7 separate regions of the Mus musculus genome follow, and all the other regions are linked to region 1. Evidence: chromatin contacts called from public promoter capture Hi-C data. All regions are on one chromosome and are shown on one strand. Each heading gives the region's core, a stretch centred on a gene start, on an enhancer-like site or on the middle of the called end of the contact. The rest is flanking DNA. Distances are from core to core; before and after follow the strand shown. Region 1 holds the start of Slc39a8 (solute carrier family 39 (metal ion transporter), member 8). Region 2 has its middle 5.2 kb from the start of Mir6380. Region 3 has its middle 22 kb from the start of Gm4861. Region 4 has its middle 39 kb from the start of Gm4861. Region 5 has its middle 83 kb from the start of Gm26107. Region 6 has its middle 38 kb from the start of Gm26107. Region 7 overlaps Ppp3ca (protein phosphatase 3, catalytic subunit, alpha isoform).

Region 1 (3,095 bases), core at 320-2,819:
ACTAGAAAATGACTCCAACCCCAGGCTGGCACCAACTGAACCAGTAATCACGGGGTGATCTGAGTTTTAAGGTGTCCACAGTTTCCCCATCTGTAAGGTGTGCTGTTTCAGCCCTAACGGCCTTATGCAATATTCACAAGAGTGTTTTTAAATGGGAGTGGTCACTCACCCTGAAACTGATAAGGACCGCAGGTGACAGGTTCCTACTGCTGAATGTGTAAGTTAAGTAAATGGCTCTTTCCTTAAGAATTAAATATACCATTCCTATCTAAAGTTCATATCTTGGGTGAGTTTCCGCCCTCAACTACTTCGTAGACCTATCCGTTTTTCTATAGATCAACAAGTCCTCTGGTAGCTCAACTTCTCATTTTGGCTTGCCAGATCTCTAACTCAAGTCCCTTAATGCCCGGTGAACCAACCGGTGAGGATCAAATGACCGCTTCAAACTTGAAAAACTTCACGAAATCCTTTCTCTGGTGCTACTGCTCTGGGGATGGGAATCTGAGAAAACTGCAGAGAACGGGGCCACCCTTACCTGGTTGAAGTGCAGCTGGCCCAGGTCCAGCGCTCCCTGCTGGGATGCAGCCCCCAGACGCTCCAGCAGGCGCCCCAGCTGCGCGGCCGACAGGCTCCGGTTGGCGCCGAACACGCTCAGCACATCCTCACTGAAGGCGAGCTCCGGTCCCTCCGAGGGGTGTCCCAGGCTGGTGGCCGCCAGCAGCAGCAGCCCGGCCACTGCCCGGCCCGGAGCCATCGTGGAGCGCGCAGCTCCGGAGCTAGCTGATGCAGGGACCCGCGCCGGTGCCCCGGTGTCAGTGCCGTTAGGGTGGGGGTGGGAGGGTGCGCCGGTCCCGCGTCACTGCCTGGCCCAGTTAGCGAGACACTCCGTGCCCCCGCTCTGCAGTCTCAGACCTTCGGGGCATTGAAGAGGTAGAACAGCCAGAAGGGCGATAGGCAGTGTGGCCTCTCGGAGCCTCCTGCGGAGCCTGAGATAAAAGGAACAAAGGGGGACAGAGATAAAGGGCACTGGGTCAGCAGTCTGCGGGCCCCAGAGCTCTGAGTGGCCAGAGTCTCGAACTCCGAGCCGGGCGTGGGGCCAGCTGCCCGGAGCCTGGTTTGCTGAAGCCCCAGGATTTGCTTACAGTGTGGTGACTCTCGCTTGTCCCGGATATAAAGCCCCAACCGCGCCACACTTCGGGGAACTAAATCCTCTGACTGTGCAACCCCAACTCCTCTTCCTGTCTTGAGGCTTTTTTTTCCCGCCGCAGAAACGTGGAAGGGTCGGGACTGAAGCTCCCACCCCCCAAAAATCTGCAGAGAAACACTCCCTCGGGGTCCCCAGGTTCCCGCGTCTACGCTGGACCCTCTCTGCACAACTGGCTGTGAGCTTGGCAAGTTGAAACGGAGAAGTTGCTAGCCTCTCACCTCTACTGTCTATGTCAGCCCCTGAGGTTCAAATATATTCAAAATACTTCTCTCTCTCTCTCTCTCTCTCTCTCTCTCTCTCTCTCTCTCTCTCTCTCTCTCTCTCTCTGTCTGTCTTTCTCTCTCCTTTCTCTAAGAAACTCTGAGATCAGGCCCTGCACCCTTTAGAGATAAGAAGGGGAGGGAGAGTGTTGTCCCCGCCCCTGAAGCACGTGGTGTCACACTCCCCCAGGCTGATCTCCCAAGTGCGTCCACGCCGGGGCGCTTACCTCTCTGTCTGCCATCCCAGCCGCTGTGGTGCCTACTCCCTGGAGCCCACCTCCACGGTGGGATCCCTAGCCCCCTTCCTGGTGTCCCGGCCCACTTTTTTGGTGACCTCCATGAAATCAGCTTCCTGCAACGGTGTCTAGAGCCCCTTGCATTGTCTCAAAAATGAACAGGAATTGGTTTTTTGCCTCACTTCTTAAAAATCAGAGGAGAAAGAGGAAACCAAATCAGTCGCAAGTTGGTGGGCTAGCTGAGCCAGCAGGGGCCTCGCGGGCCCTTCCTGACGCCGCTCGGGATATCCGCAGATCACAAGGAATGTTTATTTGCTCAGACGAAGGTTCAAGAAAAGCTGAGTTGGGTGTCAGGTCAACAAGTTTGTGTAAAGTGAATGTGGTGTTTGGGGACAAAGGTTGTGTCCGGTGGATGAAACGATCTAGAAATAAAGAAATAAAGTGAAACCCGCTCGGCTGTCAGAAAAAGAATTCAAAGTGCTGTTCATGCCTTTCAGGATGGGTGTGTGTGTGTGTTTTACCCTCCTAAAAACAGCAAGTTTAAAAACAGGCAGACAGCTAACAGAAAAACAAGGTAGAAGGAAAAAGAAACTATTACTCATAAGAAATTTGGCGCTCTCCCTCTCTCTTTCTCTCTCTCTCTCTCTCTCTCTCTCTCTCTCTCTCTCTCTCTCTCTCTCTCTCTCCCCCCCCCCGTGTGTGTGTGTGTGTGTGTGTGTGTGTGTGTGTGTGTGTGTGTGTGTGGCAGGAGGGGGGGCGGGGGCGGGGGTGCTGGATTCTAGGAAGATGGGGGCCTAGGCAAGAACAACAGAAGGACTTTCCTGTGATAGAGGTGGGGATATGTTCCGTCTCACACCAGAGGCATTAGGCAGCTGTACAGGGCAGCTGCCAGGAGGAAGTTTTCTGCATAAGTGTGCCAAGCCTTAATGTGGAGAATAATTTCTTCATGACTGGAAGCAATTCAGATCAACAGATCCCAGGTGAGAAGCACTCACCTGTACATGACAAAAAGCCCTGCCTTGAAAGGCAGTGAACTAAATGATCCTGAGGCTGGACTCTTTCCAATTAAAAAAAAAAAAAAATCTGTCCGATGTTGGTATTAATTTACAGAACGGTACTGATGCTCAAAGGGCAAACCTCTCACAAAAGGGCCAAATGTAAGTTGATAGCACAAAGGAGCTCTTGCATCTACCCAGCTGATAAGTTTCTGATTAAAAAAAAAAAGTCTCTTCAACTTTTTAGTGGAGTTTTAAGTGTAGTATATTGTCTATTTCTCCCTTTTTGCTTTAGTGACAAACGAGCAAGTGGCTTCTGAGCACGAGTGGATCCTTTAAAAGGCTGGACTCCTTATCTGGCATTAAAGCCCTGGGAGGCCTTTGGTCCTGTGGAGGC
Region 2 (3,095 bases), core at 356-2,855, 2.0 Mb before region 1:
TTTATTGTAAAAGTGGTTGGAAGCAGGCAGGGATTTTTGTCTGAGTGAGATTGCTGGCTGCAGACTGTAGAATTCATTCCAAGTGGCTTGTTTGTTTGTTTGTTTTGAAGCATGCAATATGATCATTTCTTCAAGTAAAATGTTTCATAATTTGTGCTGTCCGAATGACATCTAAGCTTTCTGTCTTAGGTTATTAAGTAGCTTACTGTACCCGAGTTAGCACCCAGTTTGCTTCTGGTGAGGGGGAGTTCTGCGTAGTCTGTGTGGAGAAATGGAGGCGCAAGTGGCCATGTGAAAAGGGGTGCTGTCTAAACTTTGAAGAAATTAATTAAGCTTGATTGTGTGTGTGTGTGTGTGTGTGTTTATGCGTGCGCGTGAGACTTGATGGTATCCTAGCTTCCCCTGTGGACTACAGGAATGGCTTCTGATCCTAGATGGGGCTGTGTCCCATCCTCTTCTGTAGGTTTGTTGGCCAATTGCACACGTAGGTGACAAAGACTCCCCCAGCTATGAATATACATGCTCCCATCTAAGTCAGAGCAAGCCTCTCTTTCCACCTCCCATCTCTCTACCTTTAAATACTTGAATAGTGCTGCTTTGGAGATTAAAGGGCAAACTGCAGGGTTCTCTTCTACAAGGCAGAGCCTGGGAATCAAACTCAGTTTGTCAGCCTTGGTGACAAGTGCCTTTACCTTCTGAGCCATGCACCCATATCTTAAACTATTGCTGCTTTTCTAGATCTCCTCCCCTTTTAAAATAATTGGCTTTGAGACAGGATCCAGCTTATCTTAAATTTAATATATAGCTGAAGATGGCTATGAGTTTTCAAACTTCTCATTTTCTTGCCACCACTTGGAATTGCATGTCTGCTACCACCTGGGATTACAGGTGCGTGCCAACCTTGCTTGGTTTATGCAGTGCTGGGGGTTGAACTCAGGGCTTTGTACATGTTAGACAAGTAGTCTACAGTGGACCTATATCCCCAGTCTGCCTTTGGTTTTTGAGATAGAGACTTCATCTAGCCCAGGCTGGCTTCTGAGTCCTGGGACTATTGCAAGCCCGTCTTTGATTCATACTTCCCTCTGGCCGTGTTCTTCTCTTCCCACCACATTTTGCTGTACTGGCCGAGGGCCTTTCATGCGTCTTCACTTCAAATCAAGCCAGTAAATAGCTCTCAGTGATGGGCAGTGCGATTCCACATGCATGCACCCTTACACAGTATAGCAGATAAGTGTTAGGAGGAAAAGTATTTCCACACTCAGTTCAGAAATTACTTTTAATCAGAGAACTCCATAATTTAGGGTTTTGCATTCTGCCTGTCGTTTCCAAAATTCAGTCCAGGGATGCGGCTTGCTGGGTAGAATGGTTGCCCAGCGTTCACAAAACCCTCTCTGGGTTTAGAACCCAGGACTAAGCTGGTGGCACGATGGTGCATGCCTGCAATCTCAGCTCTCAGTGGCAGAAGCCAGAGGATCTGAGTTCGAGGTCGACCTCTGACATGCAGGCCATTCCAAGCCAGTCTGGTGCAAATGAGACGATCTCAAATCAACAAAGTTAACAGAATACCTGGCTAACCTTCATCTCTTACCTTGTACTGCCATCCTGTGGCCATTTTATTTTCTAGCCTAAAAAGAAAGGAAACCCTGTTTTCTATTTCCATCACACACAATAGCCCCGGGTTGTCACTAAACACAGGACTACATATATACTGTACTAAACACAGTACACAGATATCGCGGTACTACCAACATGTCCCGCCACATGGAGTGGAGTCCACCATGCCATTTATGTTCTGAGTGAGACAGGCTTTCCCAGGACTCTGCTCTTCAGGCTCCCCTCCTCTCTACCTTGGAATCTCTTGGCGGCTTCTGCAGGACTTCTCTGTACTAGCGTCGGCGACATCTTGGTTCTCTCTTGGGTGCTCAGAAATACTTTCTGCTGGAAGCCTGGGTTTGTCTTTCTTTTGTACGTTGTCCCGTTGGCCTATCTTCTGAACTTCTGCTAAACCCCAGAGCTCTCTTAGTGACTTGACAAGACAGGCAGGGTGCCTGGAAAAGAATGTGCTCAGGCATATCCTGGCTGTGACCACACATGGTTTAGCTTCTCTAGAGAAATGACTGCACAGAAGGTTAAATGTAAGGTAGCCAATGGTTTTCTGCTGGTTCTGGGATTCCTTGCACAGAGCTTGTCTCCTCTGTGACTAGGAGGCAGTCAGTGGGCACATTCCAGGAGAGCAATCTTTGTTCTTGTTTTTGGTATCCAAGACCTCTAGGGTTTAAGGTCCAGTCCTGGAAAATAATAACAGTGATAGTGGTTACTATCTGCAGAGTCCTGGTATGTCTCTGTCCTATCTAACATTACTCACAATTTCTTTTCTTTTCTTTTCTTTTCTTTTCTTTTCTTTTCTTTTCTTTTCTTTTCTTTTCTTTTCTTTCATCTTCTCTTTCTTTCTTTCTTTCTTTCTTTCTTTCTTTCTTTCTTTCTTTCTTCCTTTCTTTCTTTTGACAAGGTTTCTCTGTATAGCCTGGCTGTCCTGGAACTCACTTTGTAGACCAGGCTGGCCTTGAACTCAGAAATCCGCCTGCCTCTGCCTCCTGAGAGCTTAAAGTCGTGTGCTACCACGCCCAGCTTTTTTTTTTTTTTTTTTACAATTTCAAGACCATGAGGTGAGAATATGATTGTTTTTGTTTTACAAGTAATGAAAGTTCTTAGTCACAGAGTAATGATCCTTCTTGTCTAAGGTGGCTCAGCCTGGAATTGGGTTGCTGAAAATGACTTCGCATCCCTGATATCCTTGAATGAACTTCAGTCTGTGTCTCAGTATAAGCCTTTCCTTATAGCCCAGTATCTTTGAACTTCTCAGCCTAGGGTGTTCCTTCTAGGACGAGAAGGGACTGAAGAGTCAGTGCCCATTGTTTATAGATCCTCAGTGTACTATCTTCGTACGCAATATCCATGCTCCAATAAACACCAGTGTTCATTCTGAAAGGTAATTGCAAGCATTAACAACTTCCAGTGTTCCAGCATTATCTCTAGGATAACTTGCAGCTCTGAACAATGCTTTAGAAAGACCTCCCTAGCAGCGTGCTCGGGAG
Region 3 (3,095 bases), core at 410-2,909, 1.7 Mb before region 1:
TCTCTGCTGCCTGAAACAATCTCTTTCTTGCTTCCCTACTCTCTGAAGGGAGGCAAAGAGTTCATAGGACAGGATGGAAAATGGTCATGAAAATGATGCTCACTACTGCATGACTTGCTTTCCAACTCGCCTAGGATTTTGAGGAATTTACAAACTTTCAAGTAGTTTCAATCTATTTTTTTTCCTGCTAGCTAACATTTGGGAGAAAAAAATGGCATGTCCAGATAAGTTACTTGGGAATTAGAGATGAAGGAGTGAAGGAAGGGGTTGGGATTATTAAACACAATTTTAGAGATAAGGTGATGAAATGGTTCTGGTCTCCAAGTTGTAATGGGGCCTAGAGGTCTGGTCCAGAAAAGCTGGAGCAGTCACTGGGGATCTGGAGTAGGAATTTTTCAAGGGGAATAACAGGACAGGTTCTAGAATCTTGAGGTGATGCCTGGAAGCTAGTTCTCTGACAGGTAGAACCTCAAACTTCTGCTAGTAGATGGAATGGTCACTGCAGGGTGAAGGGCATATTGGGTTTGAATAACATATAGACATATGGAGATGATGTATAATTTTGGCTCTGACTAGTACAAGTTCCATGTTTATAAATGCTAGCGAAGGAGAAGGAATAGGTTGCTCTGCAGAATACTTATTTACCCTGTTCTTGGATAGAAACACTCCAGACCTTTTCTTTCTATCTCAAGGCTTGGATTTGTGCTCGTCCAAATTTGGGTGATTTGTTGTTAGTTCTTTGGTTTGGTTCCTTCTTTTGTGTTCATTGTCGTGTGCTAAAGAATTACTGTCTCTTTGGGTAGGGGGAAACCCTTGCACTTAATCAGCATTTGTGAGGAGGAAGGGCAGAAGAGGAATGTGTATTTGATCATCCTGCTTCCACTTCATCAAGCTGCTCCATGGACTGCCATTAACTTTAAGCGGCCAAACATCTAGCCATGATGATGTCAGCTACCCATGTATGACTTTATCTTCTAATTCATTCTAAGACTTTTCTTAAAAAGAGTTGTGTGTCTCCCAAGTCACTCCTTCTGTAACTGCTTCTTAAAGGGACTCTTCTTTTTATGAAGAATGAGCACCATATTTTATGCATACACATATGCTACAGGAAAACAGTTTTCTCCGAATAATCGTGTCAAGCACAGCATGTGAACTTAGACTTCAGCCTGCTTTCTTTAGGTTAGTTTTTCTACCCCGTAGGGCTGCTGCTTTCTGAACAATGTCTTGGGAAAAAAAATCACATGGTTTCGTCATCATTAAGGGGGCAGAGCTATGCAAACTGGATAGGTAGAAGAGGAAGAACCAGGAAGAGGATTATCTTAGACTCTGTATACTTACTGTTCATGGCTGATCACAATCTGTTGTCAACGAAAGGTGTACAGCACCTTGTAACAGAATGTCAAACCTCCTTGCTAAAGAATTTAGCCAGGCCAGGCTGACACGCACAGCTTACAGCTGCGGTTGAGGGGAGGTGCAGGCAGTCTGACAGGTTAACTTGATACCCTTCATTTCAACATCATTGTTGGATAAAAGACAGGCACAGCAAGGGTTCAGAATTCAGAGTTGCTATTGCTTAAGGAACACTAGAGACGGGCGCTAGACAAAACTGTCTAAAAGAAACCCATCTGTGTAATGCATTGACTTCATTAAATGCAAATTTTAACACAAAGACCCTAAGAGTAAGGCTGTCCTTCCTGCTTCTTTCTTTGTCTCTCTCTTTCAATGAACAGTAAGGCTCCCCAAATTGGATAAACATGTAGAAGCTTGGCCACTTTTGGAGAAGGGTAAAAAAGACCTGGCTGAACCAGCTTCCTAAATGACTGCATTATTTTACCCTGATGGTTTCAATTAGAGAAAAATAGCTGCATCGAGACCATCTGCATATTCATAACACAGAGCATATGGCTGGCTCTCTGGATTTTGAGAAGGAAAATGCATTAATAACCATAATTCTCTCCAGGCATTTTTCACATTCCAGGTTATTTCTTCGAGAAAGAATATATTTGAAAAATCTGTTTACTCTTTGCAAGAGCCAAACGTCCTTATTTCTTTGGACTTTAGTGTGTTGTGTCTACCACTATTGTATATTTTAACAACAAATGCTGAAAAGAGAATATGATTGTTTATTATGGAGAATGTCTCACAAGTAAATTTATAACAGTTTTCTAGGTGTGTATTTATGCCAACACATTGTCTCTTGTTAAGCATAAGTTTCTGGAGTGGGAATTTTCTGAGTGCATGATAAGGACTCAAAATCAAAGTGTGTGTGTGTGTGTGTGTGTGTGTGTGTGTGTGTGTGTGTGCTTGTACGTGTGCATGTACACATTTATATCTGTGCATGTCTGTGTGCCTCTGGGTCCATGCATATCACATAGAACAATGCATCTTTAAGGTTTACTATACCTAATTATTAGCAAATTCAAGAGGTGAAATGCTTAAGTATAGAGAGAACAGGCCAGGCGTCCTGAGGCGTCCTGTTATGCTGGTAGAGAATAAGGAAGAGAATGATGTTGTTTTTTTCAACTTCAAATTCTTAATGGAAGAAAAAGTAACCTCCAGTTATATTAGAAGAAAATAGAAAACTAATGGAGCTTATGCTTTTATGTCTGGCTTTCCAGGTACTCAGTGGATCAATAAATCCAATTCCCAATGTACAATAACAAACAAGAAACAGCCAGAGAAGAAGAATTGGTAACTTTGCCTTAATAATATAGCAGAAAAGTATGTGACGTTGGGACGAGGGAGATTTGGAAAGAAATGAAATTTTGTTCCTCTGAGAACAAGGCACCATGTTTGTCGAGGAAAGGTAAAAGGGGAACAAGGAAACAAAATAGATGAAGGGTGTATGTGCTGTGCAGAACCAGCTCCCAGGAGAGCTTTGGGAGCCCTGGAGTCCAGCAGCCTCCACACATCTCAGTTAAACTGCTTTCAGAGCCCCATGAACTCAGAGAGGGAATTTCTTCTAGATACACAGAAGGAAATTAGGAGCTTCAATGAAGCAGGTCCTACTTGTTGCTCAGTTTGCAGAATTAAAAATGGAAGCCTGTCCCCTGAGAGGCTCTTCCAGTGCCTGAGAAATACAGAAGGAGATGCTC
Region 4 (3,095 bases), core at 338-2,837, 1.7 Mb before region 1:
ATGAGTGGGCCAGAGAGTATAAACTGATATCCTGTCTGAGTTGCTACAACTTACGTAATACCCATGCCTTAGAAAAAGGACATACCTAAAATTAGCATTTTGAAGATCATGAGCATATTTCTATATGTCTTTTTGCTTGTTTATTGATAATTCATGAGGTTACACATTTATTCCATATCTCTGGTGATAATGAGCTCTATAAGTTGGTCTTGGCTTATAACGCAGGAAGATCTGCTTTCATAACTTAGCACACCTATTAATAAAGTAAGTGTATGTGGCAGACATAGATGTTCTGCGAGTCCCTGGCAAACTGGATTGGAAAATCAACAGTTCAGAGAGTCATGGTTCTGGAGTAACTCCATGCCCTCCTTTACTGACAATCTACTTTCTATTTGCAAATTAGACTCTGGCTTGCACTAAGTTCTGGCAGATACTAAACACTCCATTCCAAGTTATAGAACAATTATGTGACTTGAACTTTACATTATTTTGAACTATTACCTGATCCACAGAGTTAAAAGGGGAATATAAGCAATAACATTTTACTAGAATATTGAAGCGCTGTATGCAACTCCAATCCTGAGTATGTTGCCTACAGGAGCGAATGGCTCATGAACACTGTGACTCCTTCTACTGCACTTCAGTCTTTCTCTGAAGTGACTGTGATTTCATGGGGAGTTCACAGTGGTTGCCATTGTGGACAAAAAGCATAGGTCACAACAGTTATACCCAGTTGTGACCTTGGAAGATGGAACAAGGGAACTTTATGCCACTCCATGATAAGGCCAAAGCCAAGGATTTTATGTTTATCTCTCTTGAGATGAGAACATGCACCCTTTACCTGGAGGAGGGACAAAGGACAAGGGTGAAGGGAAAGACCATACTGAGTATCCTTGTCTTGAACTGTAGGCCGACTTTCACCCTATCACTCTGGATCTCTCTGCCTGAGGAAACAGACTTGTGTGAGTCGCGTCGGAGGCATCTTTGAGCTTCAGTTGAGTGGCCAGTGGGCATCTAAGCAGGGGATTACTAGAAGGAGGCAGGAGATGTAGTTCTCCACTTCCCCTATGTGCTCACTGTAAACCAGCCATCACCTTGGCTAGATCAAGCATGGTTTTTTTGGTTTTTCTTTTTTTTCCTCCAGGGTTACTGTTTCTTCATGACTCTCTCGTTCTGTGTTCAGGTAACTGTCCCCTGCCCTTGAGTGTTATTGGTTGTTATAGCCCTTCTCCAGCCCTGTGGTTCCAGTTCACTCTGCCCACACCTTCATAAACAGAACCTAATTTAAACTATGCTCCCAAATTATCCAATTTGAGAGAACCATCTGTTTCCTATTTTGAAAAATGCCTCACACAGCCATCTTGACTCTGAACTACACAGTGTTTATTATTTAGAGTTCAGGGAACTGCAAGTGATATAAATATTTCAACCACCCTCGCTTAAGCTACAAAAGCATATGGATTTATTGGGCTGCATCACTCGAAAGTCCAAGCAATGATTTTGTCCACAGGCACGGCTGAATCCAACAGTGCATGTGACGTTGGCAGGGCTCCCTCCTCCTCTTGGCTCTCATGTGTGCTGTCTTCCTTTTCAGGCAAATACTTTCTACTGAGCGACAAATAAAAGACACTGGCAGTTCTCGCCTTACAGCTGATACAGCCCAGAAAAAAGAACCTGAGAGATGTTGTGTCTTAACACACATGGTGACATTATCCTTTGTGAACTGTTAGAGTGCCACTAAGGTTGCTTCCCTGGATGTTCACGTATGTATCCCAAGTTAACAAATCCTCTGCAGCCTGGTTAAGGAATGGCTAAAAATAGAAAAGAATACTGCTCAGTGAGAGCACACCATCTTCTAGTCCTCAGAGTTCTTTCATTTTGAAATATAGACTTGAAAACAGGGAAGAAAACTGTTGAATGAAGTGAACACCGGCTTCTACCCTACATTTGATGCTATTCTTCCTAGAATACAGACTCACTTGTCTGCCCAGATAAAAGCTTGCATAGCAAATCCATCAGGCATGGTCTCTCAGCTTCATTCTAATTGGTGAATGCAATAATTTGGTGAAAGGGGGTTTCCTAGGGTGAACAGACAGGTAGCTCTGTCCAAAAGGCTGTGCCAACCTCGCATTTCTTCCTTGGCAGCCAGTTCTACAAATATGACTTGGAATAGACAGTATGCAGCTTTGAGATCAGGAGGAACATTAAGGAGCCAGATTGTCTAGGATGGAGGGTGTAGAATAGCCTCTGTAATAGGTAATAAGTAAAGCAGCTGGTTATAGTAGGAGAGGGAACAGACAGGTAGAGCAGGCTGGGCTCCTCAAGGGAAGTACCCACAGTTAGGCAATTAGTAGATCCATGGGAAAGCACAGGGAACTCACATTAAGATATACTGTGAAAGTGGCAGATATGGAAAACAGCTTTGCCAATGGTATTAGGAGACTGGCAGGAAGGAAGTTAGAGCTATTCAAGAAAGGAGATCCTAGGGTCTAGACAAGGGAATTCACAGCTTCCTATGTGAAAGTAAGACAAAGAAGTAAGGGAATTCTTCAGGATGAGAAAAATACATGTTAAGAAATGGTACACGGGGACCATTTGCCTATACATTCTTGGACACATGCATCAAGGCAGAACTCAGAGCATGTAGATTCCATGTAGCACCTTTCAGGAATGTATAGCTCTTTTTCTGACAAGCTTTTCACGTGTTTTCCTCAATAGATTTTTATTCAATTGTTTGTTTCTTTGTGTTTAGGACCTATTATTATGAAGGGTAGTGTCATAAATGGGGTGAGGAACCTGGGTTTTAGTGTCTGACAAGATGGCTTTTGAATATCCACTCTGCCATTTAGTAGCTAAATATTTTGGGGGTTAAATGACTGGACTTTATTCATAAAAGTTGAACACAATTCCTACTTCATGGAATTGTTGTAGATAATGATGTAGATTATATACCCTAAGTGACTGTCATGGTAATCACAGGGTGAATGGTAGCAGATATTATTGAAAATTCCTTAGCCGGAATGGATTTTCCAGAGTTGTTGTTCTGGGAAATTGATAGTGATATTAATAGTTACTTCCCCTCTTTTTAAAAACTT
Region 5 (3,095 bases), core at 330-2,829, 1.3 Mb before region 1:
TAAAATACTTTTTTGATGTTTTACTCAAAGGTAATGATGGAAGAAACTGCATAAATCATGTCCTACAACATCAGGTCGTATTTAACAGATACAATATTTTATGCCCTGAAGAAGAAGAGGAAAAAGACTTCATTAGGAAGAAATAGAATGAACACTGAGGTCCCACAGCAGCTTGTGGCCATCAAGAACATCTTGATTTTTGTGTTTACATGGGTGCATTTGGGGGGAAAAAGACTAGAACAATGTAATCACACTTTGGAGATGAGAAGCTAGAGCTGCCTCTGAGGATGTGCAAGAGTGAGAGGAATTTGTGGTGATTTTTCCTCCCTATTTCCTCTCCAGTTTGGTTTTTCCCTGCAGACTCCTCTACCTCCAGTAATTTAATTGTATTAACACTTACTTTAAATGGTTCATCTTTTTCTCCCATTAACATGCCATGAAGCCTGCTCAAGTCCTGGAGACATTCCCAGTTGTCTCTGCCCTTCTGGAATTCTGACCCAGCTCCTTTAAGATGAGGTATCTGATTAGACCCACATTGCTCCCAGAATTGTTAGTCATTGCTCATTGAAGCCAATCCTGTGACCACTTTATGATTCATGCGGCCACTTGGGTTAAAACCTCCTTTCAGATCTTGGAACTTCCAGCCAAAGTGATATTTCATTTGTAGTAGTAGTAGTAGTAGTAGTAGTAGTAGTAGTGAATTTTACATTATCTACCCCAATCCCATTCATCTCCTACTCTCTCCATATCTGCTCTCCATTCTACAACCTAAGGGATGTTTCTAACGTAGGAAAACTATTCAACCTCTTTATGGTCGGATAATCATAGGCTCCAAAGAAGCAATGTTGATTGGGAAGATATTAACAAATGCTCATGATATCCTAGGATCAGTACATTGACAATCATTTTCACACAAGTTTCCGAATTCTGCCTCAAATTTTGTTTTCTGATATGGTAATGTTAAATTTATACCTGTCTCGACTTGGGGCACTTTGGTGAACAGTGAGAAATTTTTAGGGATAGCTACATTTTTCTTGACTGAATTCTTATTCCTCCCCCCCCCCCCCCGTGGAAATGTAATTGAAAATTAAAAAAAAAAAAAGAAAAAGAAAAAGAAATCCATAACTGTAACTATGCAAGCCATCTGCTTCTGAAGGCCTCTGGCTATTCTTTGCCATACTTACTGGTAGGAGAGAGGTCCACCTATATCTGAGTTCTCAGTTCAGCCTTAGAAACCCAGTAACACAATGGCCGTTTCTTTTTTTCAACGTTTGGATACTTTTTGTCTTGTAATAAGCTCCTTCTAGAGGTAAACACATGAAAGAGCACAGTGGCGTTTTAATCAATCTCCAACAGGAAGGAGATGCTAGTTTTTGGCATGGAAACGTTCCACTTTTAGTAAGGGAAGATCGAGAGAAGGCACACTGTCAGCTCCACCAGGTTCAATTAATTGTTGAAGCCAAACAAAAATAGCCTCGCAGCTTCCATTGTTCTGCAGCTGTCGGCTTCATAACGCTCACAGTCTCCTTGCTCGTGACTCATCTCCATGGTTGCCCAGTTTCCGCTCTTGATTTCCTCCCAGGAGTTGGGATGTGTCATAGCCAGAGCGGGCAACACGATAAGCTTTCTTCCCAGGCCTTTGGAGCACAGCCGTCCCTCAGCCCTTGTCTCTTTTTTTTTACATCACTGGCTCTCTTGACCCATCGACACTCAGAGGTCCTTTAAAAAGGATCCTAAGTGGTTTCCTGTCTGAAGAGAGGCGGAAAGATGTGAGCTCAGATGAAATGTGTATGTACACAGTCTTGAGCCAAATAGTATTCCCTACTTGAAGAATACCATTTGCTTTCTTGCACTTTATTGAGAAGAATTCTGGATTGCCAAAAATATTATCTGCATTCTGAGTTTGTCAGTTATTAAAGGGTTATGATGCTGTGTGTATAAAAATCTCAATTAACTGAAAGTCAAAATTATGACTTAGCTCTTCCAAATATAGACAGTAATACAGTTGTAAAAACCCTATACATTATGACCCAAACATTTCTTATGCAGACAAGTCTTGAAGGATAGAACATTATCTGGTGTTATTCAGTAGGTAAGTGTTCATGACATTATTAGAACTTACCAGCCACTTTTAAGATATGTCTAGCAATCTGGGTTATTGTGTTTCACAGGAAGAAAAAATACTACTGTCCATGCTTCTGAATGGTGACTGAAGGCAGCAACATAACAATTCAAAATCTCCTATGGATATTTAGTCATAAAAGTGAGTCGACAATGAATCTGCTGTGGTAGTTCATGGCTGTAATCCTAGCACTTAAAACAGAGAGAGACAAGAGAATCACAAGTTCTAAGTTCTAGGCCAGCCAGGACTGTATAGAGGATGTGTGTGTGTGTGTGTGTGTGTGTGTGTGTGTGCGCGCGCGCGTGTGTAGGCAAAAGGTCAGGTGTCTTTCTCTACCCTGTCTGTTTGTTTATTTACTTATTTACATACCTCTGAGACAGGGTTTATCACTGAATATGGAGTTCCATGATTGGCTGCACTGGGTGGTCAGTTAAGCCCATGATTGTCCTTTCTCTGCCTCCCCAGCTCTGGGGTGATAGGTGTTCATGGCCATGCACAGCTTTCAACAGCTACTGTGACTACAAACTTAGGTAATCCCCTTGTGTTGTGAATATGTTACCTACTGAGCCATCACCCAGCCCCCAGCGGGCCCTCTTCTATGTGATTCTCTCCCTCCCTCTTCTTTTCTTCAGCGCTCACCACTTTCCTGTGAAGCCAAGCAGTACTTAGCTTGGGGCTACTTTGATCCCTTAAGATACATTTGGCACATCTCAAGATGTTTGTAACTGTGATAGCCTGGGGAAAGTAGTGATATACTGCATTGAGACAAGGCTGATGTTAAATATCTCCAGGGTTGGGGTTGGGGGAGGCAGTCTGGTTCTCTATAGTAAAAAATGACCCAAGTGCAAAATGTCAAACATGACCAGGCTGGAGAATTTGACACGCCACCCCACCCTGTCCTAATTTTCCACACTTCAGTTCAAACGTCACAGCCCCTGAAACTTTTCTTTCTAATAATAATAATAATGATAAT
Region 6 (3,095 bases), core at 272-2,771, 1.2 Mb before region 1:
TCAGTTAAAAGGATAATTGTTGAATCCCAATGTTCAGTTAAGCAATATTAATGACTGATGATCATATATATGAAATAAAATAAATTGCAGTCACTAAACTTTCCCTACAGCTTTAGGGCAGTACCAAGTTCAGGAACCAACAGCCTGTTTGTTTTCCTCTGCAAACTAAAAGGCACACATTTACCTTCACTTGTCAGTGAAACACTGAGGATATAATATATTTGATTTCGTAAGCACTGATGGTTTATCGCTCCAGTAGTTCCTCTCTGGCAGTGCTTTCCACTTCAAGGGTCAACATCGTCAATATGTTAGAGTAGAGTAAATGTGGGGGGACAGTGTGAATATTTGTGAGAGCCGTTGACAGAGTTTTTCTTGGTCTGAACTCTCCTTTCCCTGGAGCATTGGCCACAAATTGAAGATCTTTGAGCTCTTTGCTTTGGTCAACTATGGTAAGTTGCAGTTTAGCACAATGTCTTCATAGTACACACCATTACAGACGTGTGTGTGTGTGTGTGTGTGTGTGTGTGTGTGTGTGTGTGTGTGTTTGTGAATCTGAGGAATGTACTAATTCCTCTGTTCACAGTCACCAGCACATGATGGATACATTGAATCATAGTCGAAGAGATTTAGTATAAGGTAAGGACTCTGTGCCTCTTAGTTTTATGTCAATCCGACACATGTTAGAGTCGTCAGAGAGCAGGGAGACTCCAAGGAGAAAATACCCCCATAAAATCAGACTGTAGAAAAGACTTTGGGGCATTTTCTTAAATAGTGATTGGTGGGGAAGGGCCCAGCACACTGTGAATGGGATTATTCCTGAACTGGTGGTCCTGGGTTCTGCAGCCTGGGAAATCAGACTGAGCAATCCAGTAAGTAGCACTCCTCCCTGAGCAGCCTAACAGCCTTTGTTTCCCGATTCCTTTTGCTGTCTTGACCTCCTTCAATGATGAACAGTGACTTGGAAGCAGAAGTAAACTAAACCCTCTCCTCCCCAGGTTACTGTGGTCATGGTGCTTCACCCCAGCAATAGTAGCACTAACTGGGACAGACTCCCTTCTGGAATGATTGTCTCAAGATAATCAAGCACACGTGAGTCCTCATCATTCACCATTTAGCTTCTAGCTCAGCCAAAATGGCCCTGGCGCTGTAACATAACACTGTGTCTTCTTTAGAAACACTAATCATTTTTCAGTATTTTTCTGTTCCTTCTCCTCTTTGTGCTCCACATAGGTAAACAAGGGCCTTGCAATGCTTAAGAGAAAGCAATGGAAACTGTGCAGAATGATTTTCAGTAAAAGCCAGAAACTTAAAATTGAAATTTGTATTTGGCTCCAGGAAAGTAAGAGCTCCTAAGTGGCAATTGAGATGGTGGTACCCTGGTCTCAGTAGCACCGTGATTGTTTTGTGCTACTGTGCAAAGTCTCACTTTTTCCAAACAAAGAAAATCAGTAGGCCTTTCTGTGCCTGGTACTAATTTCAACTGAGCACATTCAGCTCCATTATTACATGAAAAAAAAAATGCGCCTGCTGTTTTTGACAAGGGACTGGCCTCATTCTGAGACCACACAGATGTATTATGCAGGCACCTGTTATAATAGCCTGCAAATTGGACAGCAATTATTAACCTGCTTTGCTCCATCAAAGTATTAAAATGAGATGGTAATTATGACCAGAAAAGTTAAACAGCACTTCTCTGATCTATTCCTGACTATATGTAATGCTGTGAAATATATAAAATGAGCATTCAAACCCAATTTTCTCTTCTATTTGCATTATTAGATCTTAGACTTTAAGACATCCATATTATTTACTATACAAGATGAGTTCTTGCTAAAGCTTTTCAAAGACAAAAAAAAAGAAAAAGAAAAAGAAAAAAAATAGAGTGTATCTAGTGCCTGGGCACATGTCTCCACAGCAGGGAGGCCAGAATGACATGGATCAAACATAAGAAAGTGAACTCATCTACACTGAAGAATGGCAATGGTCTAATAGTATCACATGCAAAATCTTAATCCAGTAATATACAAATCTCTATTAACAACAGTCTTCCATTTAAAAGTATATTTTTGAGTTGTAAATCAACAACTTTCTGAGAAGTTATATAAACTAACTCCTTATATAGGATCAACTTCCAGATTCAACAAAGTGTATGAGACATGGAGGACAAGTCACAACAAAACAGCTGGAGTGGAATATGCAGAAGCTGCTAACGTTTGCCACTTGTCAGGTTAAGTTTTTTAAAGAGAATAAAACTCAGGACAAAAAGATATCCTTGGAATAGATATAGTAAAATACAGAATAATTGAACTAACTCTCCATTTTATAGAACTATATACTTCTTACTACATAGTAAACACTTGTTAGTATTGAATAAGTATCAAGAAAAATTAGACACAGTCCATTTGCTATTAAAAAAAACACAAAAATGCCATTAGTAAATAAAGGTGGGATTTTTATAATGAATTATATATATATAATATGATGCTATATATATATGATGCTTTAGAAAACTTGTTTATAAATGGATATTTAAGATGATTCCCTCATTTTTTTTCTTATTATGAGAATAATGAGCCTCATATTCAAAACCATGCACACACTTTTATTAATGTGCTAAGAGTCTTGCATGTGAAGTTTAGGGAGCTTTTTAACCCCATTTTGGAATAGTGCAAGCAATGCAACACCTTGTCCAATTAGCTTGTAAGAACCTGACATCATCACACCACCACAGAAGCAATGAACCCAGGCGACTAATTACCAAGCACACTCATACCATCAGATTTGCACACAGCAGCATCTTCCAGTTATGAAAGGAGCTGAAATACTTATCAAGATAAATTCTGTATAACCTAAACCAAATTCTATTTGATGAATTATAATAGATAAAAGCAGGGATTTTGTTTTTCTTTTATTACACTAAGACATGCAGTTACATTGTGTTCTGATTATTGTTTTGTTTAGCCTTCCTGAAATACTAATTTTTAAATGAATGCTTATATTATATTTATTTCATACTTGAAATAATACTTATGTTTTATACTATATACAATAGAAGTTATACATAATATATGCATGCATAAACATACATATATTTT
Region 7 (3,095 bases), core at 420-2,919, 1.1 Mb before region 1:
TCACAATGCACACACCACTATGAGTCTCTTATCAGCCCAGATTTCTTATTTGAAAGCCTCATCTTTTTTCAAACTCTGTTGGGCACTTAGAGTTAATCTTGCCATTTGTACTCCAACACACAGTGAAGAGAAGGCCTTCTCCTCAAACTGACTGGTTATGCCTACGTGTCATGCACGCCGTGCCTCGGTTTGAACCATCAAAATTAGCTTTCACTTCCAGTGCTACTTAGGCTCAGTTCTGTGAATTCAACAGAACCAGCAACAGCTTGAAAGCCTTAGTTAGACGTTCCTTTGAATAGTTGCCTTTAAATTGTATTTTAACCTTTGTTCAGATCTAACCACTTCAACGGAGAGAATTCACGGTGTTCCTAAATTACACCCTTGTCCAGCCTTTATTTGTGTTCATGCATGATTTCAGGCCTCAGAATTCTCCCTTCATTATGGCAACTTGTTTTCAGAGTATGCTTGAGTGTAGCCAGAAGGACAACCACATAGCCACCCCAGGGAGCTTTGTCTGCTTCTATCTGTTTTATATTTCTACATAAAGACTTGAGACATTCTGGGGCCATATGCCTGGTGCCTATGCACAAAGCCACATGCTTGATTTCATCATTGTAAATTAAACACAAGAAACAATTAACAAATATTTTTATGTTCCCCCCCAAACTGTCAGTTATTACAGGGCATAGAGATTTCTTACCTATATTGCAAACCAAAAATGGATGGCTTGGAAATAAAATAATCAGAGACAAGAGAACAGGGCTGAGTGGGCAGAATGAAGCATGAAGCAGAGGAGACATCAAGAGTAAAAATTTCAGGCTGAAATAATTCACCACTTAGGATTCTTAAAGTAAAAAAAAAATACATCTAGACACTTTCAATACTTGCTGAAAATAATCCCTTGACTCGGGTGGTAAAGCCTGAGGACTTAGGGTCCCCACGTACATTTACACGAGACTAGCATGTCAAATGGTGTCATGTGCAGGAGGTCAAGTAGCTGTCATGGAACATAAGTAGAATTCTGGTAAAAATCCCTACAGCCAAGTCTTTCAGGGCTTCCCTAGGCTCCACTACGATGCCATACCAGGCTCTAAAGTCCCTAGCTTTACCCTTTACAAAGCTCCCTGTGTGACATTTTAAAGTGAGATGAGATAATCTCACTCCGAGATCTGTAATATTAGATATACGGAATTACCTAGTAGTTCAAAACCAGCCCATTTCTTGGTACACAGTTGAAATGGCTGCCCTGAAGCTTGGGGAAATCTAGTCAGCTCCCGTGGCTGACGACTCGCTTGTGGTCAGCATAGGATAGGAAAACATGTGGATAAGAACGGGGCAGGGGGTGGCGGGGAGTGGAGGTTCTATGTGAGACTTTCTCTCTAGCTGAAAGCAGAGACAGAAATCCTAATTAAATATTGTCTTTCCAGGGCAGCCCGGAACTATGCTTGGCTTCAAATGCATTCCTTTTCGTCTTCTTCTCATGCTTTCTTATGCTACAGGATTTCAGTTTCACCTCTGCATTTTTCTTGTTAGCGAGGCTTATCAAATATCACAGCCTCAAACATAATTAGTATTTAAGGGGGAAAAAAAGTGATCTCAGAGTCTATGCCTTCAGGCCTAAAAGCAAATCCCAAATGAACGGGTGTGCTGCGCTCACAAATCTGTCGCTAGCTTTCTGGTGGTCTCTGCCATTCCAGCTTTCTTGGTGTGGTAATGAACAGGACAGAAGCCTCCTCGGTGCTGAAAAGTCTTCATTTCTGGCAGCTTTCCCCCTCTTCAGGATCATTTACGACTCCTTCTTTAAAGCGCGCCTTCTCCATAAGTGAGGAATAACTACCAACCAAGAGTCATCGTCTTGAGCCTCTCTAAAATATTCGGGGGGGGGGGGGGAATCAAGCCTTAATGGAAAGCAGGCTCGTCTTTTATCATCCAAAATCAGAAATGGAAAGGAAACAGAGGCCAAGCTACAGATAAATTAGGGTCTCAGAAGACACTCCTCGGCAGTAAACTGTCTTCTAAACTTTTCAAGACAACAGCAGGCAGTTTGTGTTTTGCTCTCAACCCGGAAAACAGAACAAGACAAGACAAAACAGAACAAGACAAACACCACAGGCCAGTGGGCACAGCAGCCCTTTTTTAGGCGGCTTGTGGTGAGGCAGAGGCCAAGGAGAGACTCATGATGTGACCAGAGACCTTTCTGTGTGGCCATACACACCTAAACTTTTCACACAAGGAAACACTTCCAGCTTCTTAGAGAAGCTGATGTTGAAGCAGGATAGTGAAAACCTTCTCTTCCATTGCTCTTTTGTGGGCTAAGAATAAGGACTCAACAGGTGACCCAGCCTGGCCTGGAACTCACAATCCTGCTTCAGCTTCTCAAGTGCTGCATTAATGTTTATGGGCAAAGGACTGTGTAAAATCCAGCTTTAAAAAAATATCCTTCATCATATTTAACAACAACAAATGAAAGTATATAAATATAATTTTTCTGCACTATCCCTCTTCCTCCTTTCCTGGCTCTCCTGCCTCTCTTTCTAGCTTTCTCATTCTTTCTCATCATACTGATTCCAAGGAAGAGACTTAACAATGGTAATTTTAGGTCTTGGACATCTCAAGTACCGGAGAAGAGGCGATGCATCAACTAGTCTGTGTTCAGATTCTTGTTTTCCTAGCTACACAGTTTTAGGTTTTACATTGACAGACTTGACTTTGCTTCTTACGTAAAAACAGGGACAATAATAGTGCATCCACCAAAAGGTTATCTTCAAGACTATAGATAATAACAACAGCACACCAAACTGTCTAATAACCTTAAAACAAATCATCCTTAATTGTTTCCTTGCTGTCCAAAATGATAAAGTTAATGAAAGTGTTTATTCTGTAGCAGTAACTGAGAATGATGGGTGACACTTTTAAGTATCGGCTGCTGTCACTCAGCATCACCATCACTAAATCCTAAAGGGGACGTGACAGACCTGGAAGGCAATGCGGGGAATCCCTCCTTGCTGAAGGCCTTGCAGACACTTAGAAGTCAAGTTGATATGACAGGAACATGAGCTGCAAGCTCCTATTATTACCCCTGACTTTTTAGTTGC

The links. Promoter capture Hi-C pulls out the DNA fragments that hold promoters and counts their contacts.
Region 2: a contact with region 1 is called in a promoter capture Hi-C map of embryonic stem cells, with 5 times the contacts expected there. The contact joins the enhancer-like site here to the promoter of Slc39a8 in region 1. A contact is called at or near these places in 10 of 39 promoter capture datasets (the 3T3-L1 cell line, the C10 cell line, embryonic stem cells and 6 more), 1 of 115 datasets of contacts at active chromatin or transcription factors (large pre-B cells) and 2 of 9 other capture datasets (adipose tissue and macrophages).
Region 3: a promoter capture Hi-C map of the 3T3-L1 cell line shows a contact between it and region 1, with 10 times the contacts expected there. The contact joins the enhancer-like site here to the promoter of Slc39a8 in region 1. A contact is called at or near these places in 5 of 39 promoter capture datasets (the 3T3-L1 cell line, frontonasal cranial neural crest, liver and 1 more) and 1 of 115 datasets of contacts at active chromatin or transcription factors (large pre-B cells).
Region 4: a promoter capture Hi-C map of frontonasal cranial neural crest shows a contact between it and region 1, with 7 times the contacts expected there. The contact joins the enhancer-like site here to the promoter of Slc39a8 in region 1. A contact is called at or near these places in 5 of 39 promoter capture datasets (the 3T3-L1 cell line, the SN4741 cell line, frontonasal cranial neural crest and 1 more) and 1 of 9 other capture datasets (liver).
Region 5: a contact with region 1 is called in a promoter capture Hi-C map of the SN4741 cell line, with 7 times the contacts expected there. The contact joins the enhancer-like site here to the promoter of Slc39a8 in region 1. A contact is called at or near these places in 6 of 39 promoter capture datasets (the SN4741 cell line, liver, maxillary cranial neural crest and 2 more) and 1 of 115 datasets of contacts at active chromatin or transcription factors (forebrain).
Region 6: a contact with region 1 is called in a promoter capture Hi-C map of second pharyngeal arch cranial neural crest, with 4 times the contacts expected there. The contact joins the enhancer-like site here to the promoter of Slc39a8 in region 1. A contact is called at or near these places in 10 of 39 promoter capture datasets (the 3T3-L1 cell line, 3T3-L1-derived adipocytes, the C10 cell line and 6 more), 1 of 15 datasets of contacts at CTCF or cohesin (the NIH/3T3 cell line), 2 of 115 datasets of contacts at active chromatin or transcription factors (the 230-238 cell line and large pre-B cells) and 2 of 9 other capture datasets (adipose tissue and liver).
Region 7: a promoter capture Hi-C map of frontonasal cranial neural crest shows a contact between it and region 1, with 5 times the contacts expected there. The contact joins the enhancer-like site here to the promoter of Slc39a8 in region 1. A contact is called at or near these places in 8 of 39 promoter capture datasets (the 3T3-L1 cell line, 3T3-L1-derived adipocytes, frontonasal cranial neural crest and 5 more), 3 of 115 datasets of contacts at active chromatin or transcription factors (the 230-238 cell line, embryonic stem cells and large pre-B cells) and 3 of 9 other capture datasets (adipose tissue, liver and macrophages).

The regions. Positions count from the first base shown.
Region 1 is chr3:135,824,131-135,827,225 of GRCm38.p6, reverse strand. It overlaps Slc39a8 (solute carrier family 39 (metal ion transporter), member 8), which reads right to left and starts at 1,569. Exons shown (of 9, transcript NM_001135149.1): 1 at 1,426-1,569; 2 at 536-986. The coding sequence starts at 754.
Region 2 is chr3:137,776,866-137,779,960 of GRCm38.p6, reverse strand. No RefSeq gene overlaps it. Among named protein-coding and RNA genes, the nearest start is that of Mir6380, 5.2 kb to the left of the region's middle. Within about 2 kb of position 1,605, at least 5 of the 459 cell types and tissues checked have an H3K27ac peak or open chromatin away from gene starts, as enhancers often do. A contact at or near this core is called in embryonic stem cells, where this site is marked.
Region 3 is chr3:137,528,760-137,531,854 of GRCm38.p6, reverse strand. No RefSeq gene overlaps it. Among named protein-coding and RNA genes, the nearest start is that of Gm4861, 22 kb to the left of the region's middle. Within about 2 kb of position 1,659, at least 29 of the 459 cell types and tissues checked have an H3K27ac peak or open chromatin away from gene starts, as enhancers often do.
Region 4 is chr3:137,511,638-137,514,732 of GRCm38.p6, reverse strand. No RefSeq gene overlaps it. Among named protein-coding and RNA genes, the nearest start is that of Gm4861, 39 kb to the left of the region's middle. Within about 2 kb of position 1,587, at least 34 of the 459 cell types and tissues checked have an H3K27ac peak or open chromatin away from gene starts, as enhancers often do. A contact at or near this core is called in hippocampal neurons, where this site is marked.
Region 5 is chr3:137,149,080-137,152,174 of GRCm38.p6, reverse strand. No RefSeq gene overlaps it. Among named protein-coding and RNA genes, the nearest start is that of Gm26107, 83 kb to the right of the region's middle. Within about 2 kb of position 1,579, at least 77 of the 459 cell types and tissues checked have an H3K27ac peak or open chromatin away from gene starts, as enhancers often do. A contact at or near this core is called in the SN4741 cell line, where this site is marked.
Region 6 is chr3:137,028,152-137,031,246 of GRCm38.p6, reverse strand. No RefSeq gene overlaps it. Among named protein-coding and RNA genes, the nearest start is that of Gm26107, 38 kb to the left of the region's middle. Within about 2 kb of position 1,521, at least 2 of the 459 cell types and tissues checked have an H3K27ac peak or open chromatin away from gene starts, as enhancers often do. A contact at or near this core is called in second pharyngeal arch cranial neural crest, where this site is marked.
Region 7 is chr3:136,909,820-136,912,914 of GRCm38.p6, reverse strand. All of the region lies in intron 10 of Ppp3ca (protein phosphatase 3, catalytic subunit, alpha isoform), which reads right to left. Among named protein-coding and RNA genes, the nearest start is that of 1700006H20Rik, 44 kb to the left of the region's middle. Within about 2 kb of position 1,669, at least 6 of the 459 cell types and tissues checked have an H3K27ac peak or open chromatin away from gene starts, as enhancers often do.